Linked DNA regions of Oryctolagus cuniculus: region 2 is linked to region 1. Evidence: chromatin contacts called from public Micro-C data. All regions are on one chromosome and are shown on one strand. Each heading gives the region's core, a stretch centred on a gene start, on an enhancer-like site or on the middle of the called end of the contact. The rest is flanking DNA. Distances are from core to core; before and after follow the strand shown. Region 1 holds the start of CTBP2 (C-terminal binding protein 2). Region 2 overlaps CTBP2 (C-terminal binding protein 2).

The links. Hi-C and Micro-C count contacts between places; a contact is called where the count stands out from the background.
Region 2: a Micro-C map of ear pinna shows a contact between it and region 1, with 2.4 times the contacts expected there. The contact joins the enhancer-like site here to the promoter of CTBP2 in region 1. A contact is called at or near these places in 2 of 6 Hi-C or Micro-C datasets (ear pinna and an unstated tissue).

The regions. Positions count from the first base shown.
Region 1 is chr15:6,373,647-6,376,940 of mOryCun1.1, forward strand. It overlaps CTBP2 (C-terminal binding protein 2), which reads left to right and starts at 1,434. Exons shown (of 11, transcript XM_051833531.2): 1 at 1,434-1,737.
Region 2 is chr15:6,460,524-6,463,497 of mOryCun1.1, forward strand. The region is part of intron 2 of CTBP2 (C-terminal binding protein 2); the gene reads left to right. Among named protein-coding and RNA genes, the nearest start is that of CTBP2, 87 kb to the left of the region's middle. Within about 2 kb of position 1,693, at least 3 of the 8 cell types and tissues checked have an H3K27ac peak or open chromatin away from gene starts, as enhancers often do. A contact at or near this core is called in ear pinna, where this site is marked.

The DNA.
Region 1 (3,294 bases), core at 184-2,683:
CAGAAAGCGCGGCCCGGCGCCCCGGAGACCCGGGTCCAAGGACAGCCCAGGACGATACAAGCACCAGGGCCTGGGGGGCAAAGCTGCGGGCACAGGCCGCCCAGCCCGAATCGGGCCCACGTGCACGGAGCTCCGGGCGCACAAGGCCGGGCCCCGCGCGGGCCACCCCGGGGGGCCTGAAATCCTGCTTCCCGAAAGACCAGCAGCAGAAGCCAAGGCCCCCCCACGCTGCCCGTCGCACAGGCCGCACCCCGGCTCGCCTGAGCACAAACCCCCAGCTGGGGTTGGATTCGCAGATGCCAACAAGGCCGAGCGCCCGCGGCTGCGCGCCTCAGGGTGCAGAGGGCAGCTCGGCTGTGCGGGACCTCGGCTTTCGGTGCTTCGGCTCCGCAGAGCACGCAGCCCTCGGGCCCCAAGGCGGCCACCGGCTCCCAGAATGGCGGCCCTTAACGCCAGACCTCAGACCCCTCCCCATGCCTTTCCTGCGCACATCTCAGTCCAGGTCCTCACTTATCAGCGAGGTCTTAAACCCACAGAGCCTAAGGGCTTAGTTTGGCGCACACACGGGCTCCCGCAGGGCGCGCGGGCGGACCCAGGGAAGTGGGATGAGCGCCGCGGATCCCTGGGCCTCCCCCTGCACCCAGATCCCTCCCGGAGACGGTGCGGGTCACAGGCGCGGGGGCCAGTCCGGGCCGTGTCTGGCCCTCAGGCCCCGACTCCAGGCTTGGAGTCCGGGACTGCGTAGGCGCCGCGCGCGCCCCGGACCCCGACTCCCGGCCCCCAGGCCGCCGCGCCGCCGTCCCGCGAGGCCCGGGGTTGCGACCCAGGGCAAGGCTTTAAAAATAGCCCGGCGAGATCCGGGCAACAGGAAGAACATTTTTTTTTTTTCTAGAAATGTGTAGAGATGTTTTGCTTCTCGCAGGGACAGCAGCCGCCGCTGCCAGGTCCAGCACATGGGGGCCCCCTCCCCGCAGCCTCTCGGCCACGGTCTCGCGGATCCGGATTTGGGAAACGCAAGGGCCCCCCGCGGCCGGCCCCGCGGGCCTGGGAAGGCAGAAGCGGCCGGCGCGGGGGCCCAGCAGGAAGTTGCAGGCGCGGGGCCGGGAAGAGGGCAGGTCGGCGCAGCAGGCCTGGCGGGGGCCCCACGGGGCCGGGGCCCGCGGGGCTCGCGTCCCCCCCTCACGTGGCCGGGCGCCCAAGGCCCCACGTGGAAGGCGAGGCGGAGGAGGGTCGGCGAGGGGCGGGCTGGGCTCCGGGCGGCCGCGGCAGGACCCCCGCCCCTGCCGCCGAGGCCCCCGCGCCTCCCGCAGGCCTTCCGGGCGGGGCCCGGCCGGGGGCGGGCCAGCGAGTGCCCGCCGCGCCAGCGCGCACTTTGGCGGAGCCGCTAATCCCCCGAGAGCGCCCATTTGTAGTGAGGAGTATCTGTAGGGGCGAGGCCGGCCCATGTGGGGTTGTGTCATTGGTTTGCAAAGAGAGACCCCGCCTTTGCCCAAAAAAAAAAAAAAAAAAAAAAAAAAAAAGGAGCGAGGAGTGAGCGGGCGGCGACCCTCACCTCGCTCCCGCCTCGCTCCCGCGCAGCCCGCGGCGCTGAGCTGCGGCCCGGCCGCCGCGCGCCCTCCCGCGGGCTCCGCTCGCCGCCTCCTTCCCCGAGAAAACGCATAAAGAGCGGAGTAGCCGCGGGCGCGCGGCCCCGGACCGGCCCTCCCGGAGCCAACTTGGAGCCGGCATCCTCCGGGGGTGAGCGACGCGGGCGGCGCGGCCCCTCCCGGAGGCCGGGCGGGCGGGCCGGGGTGGGGACCGGGAGCCGGTGGGCGGAGGAAGGGGCGGCTGGGTGGGGAAGTAGGAAGAGGCTGGGCGGCGGGAGAGGCGGGGGCGGAGGCGGAGGCGGAGGAGGGAGGGGCGGGGGAGGGGCGCGCGGCCGGGAGATTAAGTTTTTGTGTGTGTCCCCGTGTGCGTGTGTCATTTTAAGGTGGCTCGGGAGCGGCCCGAGGAGCGAGGCCCCGAGCCGGGAGCCATGCCGCGCTGAGGTGGGGGGGGCGCACAGCCGCCGCCGCCGCCGCCGGGTGGGGTGGGAGGGGCGGGAGTCGCCGCCGCCGCCGCCGCCGCCTCCCGGGTGGGCGCCCTTCGCCGCGGACGCCGGCGGCCCGGGACGAGGTAAGGGGACCCCGGGGGAGGGCTGGGGCCGCGGCCACGGGCGGGGGGCGCCGTGCCCGCGCCTCACTGCGCCACTCCGGGAGCGGGAGGAGGGAGGCGAAGGGCGCGGAGCCGGCATCCGAGGACATCTTTGGCCCGCGCCCCCGGCCCCGGGTGTCCCCTCGGTGGCCGGGGGCGGACGGCGTCCCAGGGGTCCGCGCCCGCCGCCCCCCGCCCTCGGTTGCGCCCGCCGGCAGCCGTTTGCGCCAGGATTTTTGTTGTTGTGATGAGAGTTGATGAATGCGAAGTAGGCGGTCACCTTCCTTCCCATCAGGATTGGAAAAAAAAAAAAAAAAAAAAGGAAAGAAAGAAACCCCGAGCGCGGCGGCGTCCGGAGGGCAGCGCAGCGGCGGCGTCGCGGCCACGGGTTCCCAGGCGCCCCCGGCTCCGGCTCCCCGAGCCCGGTGGGTGCGCGCGCGGGGGCCGCCGGCCACCCGGGCCGAACGCGCGGCGCGCCGCGGGGACAATACGGCCGGGTCCCTGGGGACCCGGAGTCCGAGCACGCCGGGGTGCGGCGGGCCTGGCGCCCGCGAGGCGAAGGGCGGAGGGGCGAGGGGCCGCGGGGAAGTCGGGGCGCGCGCGGCTCGGGCCCCCGGGGGGCGCGGCCCCTGACGGCGGGGGACCCCCGCAGCGCCCCGGGAGCGCCGGCGGAGGGCTGGAAGGGAGGCGAAGTGGAACCCTTTTGTTGTGCCGGCCCGGCATTGTTGGCTCCTCCGGGCAGCCGGGCCACATCTGCCGCGGCCGCCGCCGCCGCGCGGGGCCCGGCCCGCCAAAGTCGCGGCGGGGCGGGGGGCCGGGGCGGGCTCCGGGCGGCGGCGGCGGCGGCTGGCGCGGGCGGGGGCAGAGGAAATGCCCGGCCGCGCTCCCGCGGGCACCACTTCCTCCTCGCCGGCCGCCCGGAGCCCGGCCCGCGCGCGCCTCCCCGGCTCCCCCGCCCGGGCCGCACTTTTCGGGTGGGGCGAACCGAAAGGAAAAAGTTTCGCAGGAGGGGCCGGCCGGGGCGCGCCCTGGGCGGCGGGGACCTGGCGCGGCGCGGGTATCGCGGGGCCGCCGCGGCCGCCCTGTCCCCCTGCTCCTCCGCGGCGCCGGACGGACCGCGCG
Region 2 (2,974 bases), core at 443-2,942, 87 kb after region 1:
GGCCCTTGACCCCTGCTCAGGATGCGTCCAGGACAGGGCAGTGCCGCCTGTGCGTCTCGAGGGTCCGTCAGCCAAACCCAACGGAAGCTCCCAGACACCCTCATTCCCGGCTCCCAGGGAGCCTAGGTAAATGGGGACCGACCCTTGCATTCTTGGGAGCTGGTAGGAAGTTGGGGAAGGGAGGCGGTGTCCTGGTGCTCGGCCCTCCACCTGCAGCATTGCTGGCGCCCCGGGGCGGTTGGCTGGGAAGATGGAGCCAGGAAAGAGGGCCGCGTGGTGGGCACAAGCTCCTGTCGGAGAAATCGTGTTACCGCTCGCAGCTGTGCATCGCGTGGTTGCCACCACAGGCTCCCCGGTGCCGTGGTCCACACACCTGAAAGGGGATTTTAAATCGCTGACATTTCTTAAAGGAAGTCGCGTGTGTCTCATCCTTTGTGTACTTTTGTGCGGCTGACTTGCTCCTGTGTAAACCGGCAGACCCCACCGGGCTCGCTCGTAGTTTGGTTTTCCTTCAAGCAGAACTTTCTGTTCGCTTTGAGTCGGCCCCTGTGCAGAGAGGAGTGGCTGCTGCTGGATGCGGTGGGCCGACCGCTGGCTGAGCCTGCGCTGGCCCTCCGAGGTGCGGGCCATGTCCCGAGGTCGCCGTCTTTGGGGAAATTGGCTTTGATGCTGGGGTCCTCGTGGAAAGTCAGTGCAGGTGCCTGGCGGGCTTTGTTCCGAGGAAGCACAAGCCAGGTCCAGAGGACCCCAGGTTCCCAAGGACTGCGCCGAGAGGCTGGAGCAGCCTCCTGATGGAAGGCAGCAGGGCTGGTTCCCCCGGGGGTCAGGGCCTGGCTTCCCAGGGGATCCCTCTGGACAGGAAGCAGGAATGGCCTTAGCAGGCCCCTGGCCTGTGACCCACACCAGAGCATAACAAAGACCAGGCCTCCTGCCGCCGGGGGAGGCGGGACAGGTCCTGCAGGAGGGGGAGAGGTGAGCTGGCCAGTGGACAGAAGGGGCCCAGAGGCTCAGGGGCTGGCGTGTTGGCAACAAATGAAATGCCCTATTTTAAGCCCTGTTTTGTACCAGGGCTTCCTGTTTTTCCGAAGGAAACTCTTGTTTTGGTTTTCATGATGAGGGATTTACTGAAACACGGGCGTTCTCATGACAAAGTGGAGCTGGAGATCTGTCCCCAGGCAATGCGGACCCCATGAGAGCTGTTCTCTGCTCCGGGGGTGTCCGAGCCTCCGCGGCCCTGAGCGCTCCGAGAGCGCTGGGGAGGCTGCATCCCCGAGCCTGGAGGGAGGCGGGCTGGCCAAGGACAATTGAAAGGGTTTTTTTGTTGTTCCTCTAGGGCTAAGTTAAGCCATGTGTGTGTCTTTCTAGGAGTGCTGGGCCGGCCAATCGGAGCGGCGTAAACCCCACTCGCTTCCTGCCGACCTTGTGACACTGACAGATGTTCTTTCTTACGAGTGTCGCTGGGCCTCTGCTTGCTGGCCTCATCAGATTGTGTGGGAGCCATTTTCCCAAGTCTTCCCGCCAGTCCGAGGCCCTCAGAGTGGGTTTGTCCAAAGAATTGCTGCTGCCCTGGAGCTGGGGTGGGGGTGGGGGCCACAGGCCAGCCCAGGGCCACGTGCAGGCTGCAGACCCGCACACAAAGAGTGAATGTGAGGGCTCAGCAGGTCTCTCTGAGAGAGCTTTCCAGAGCTCTGGTGTGGCTGTGTGCTGGGACCCTAGCTCGTCAAGTCAGGGCTGAGCCATGTGCACTGGGAGGTGAACCCCTGTGGGTGCCCCCATGGCTCCTGCAGCACCACTGGGGATGACTGGGGGGGAGGTTTCTGTGGCTAAGAGGGTGCTACCCCCACCCCCACCCGCACACCCCAGGAGCCTTGTGTTTGCACCTGTGAAATTCATTCACATAGAACAGCTGTGAGTGAGGCAGGTGCCCTGAGCCTTGCCCCTGGGTTGGGCAGTTCTCCAACAAGGGGATTATTTGGACCTCCTCTGGGCTCTTCTGGAAGTCCCTGTCCTGCCAGCACCTGAGTGGTTGGGGCTCACCTGGAGAACAGGTGTGATGGCCAGCGCCTGCTAGAATCAGACAGCAGGGCTGCCCTGCTGGGGGGCCGCTGGTGTAAGAGACCCTCTCCACCCAGGCCGGTCCCACCCTTCCCAGAGTCTCGCCCTCAGAGCGAGTCCTGCTCGTATTTGGGTGTGTGTCTCCCTGGCCCTCTGTGTTTCATTGCAGTGAGTTTTCTGGGCCAGATTTTATTTGTTGGCCCCGTGCTGGGTTCTCCGAGTGTTTCTGTCTGGTCTGTAGAGGCTGCTCAGGAATGGTGGGGTGCAGCTGAATGAACCGTGGCCGTTAGGTTTCTGAAGTTGGATGTGCGGCCCCGCCTGGCTACTTTGCTTCCAGACTCTGAAGCCAGCTGGTCAGATTTGGAAGGCATTGGGTTGTCAGAAGCCCCCAAGGGCCGCCGGGCCCGCAGGCTCCTGACTGCTCCTGGCCGCGTCTCGTGCTCAATGCGGTCCCTGCCATCTTAGAAACAGAAACGGCCATGCTTGCCTTAAATGTTTACCTGCATCCGCTTTTTCCAAGATTGGCAGGGCTTGGATTTAATGGTCGCTGCATTTCAAAGACCAAAGAATAAGAAAGCTGAATTTCCATGCAGAGGGTGGCGTCCGAGGCTGCATTCTTAATGTGGGGCCCAGGCCCTGGTAGATCTTTTTAATGTTCCCCAGATTTATGGGTGTGCGTGAGTCCCCGTGGAGACCCCCGGGTGCCTTAGTGAACTCTGTGCGTGTTGCATGTGGCCCTGGAATTCACTGGAAGCATCTGGGACGAGTGAGAATCACAGCGACCCCTGTGGATATTGCTGGGGTGGGGGCGGGGGCGGGGGTGGGGGTGGGGGTGGAGGGCGAGGCCGAGGAGGGGAGCTCCCTGCCTGGTGGGTCCTGTACACCTGGGGCCACACGTCCAGGCCATGTCCGAGTTCCG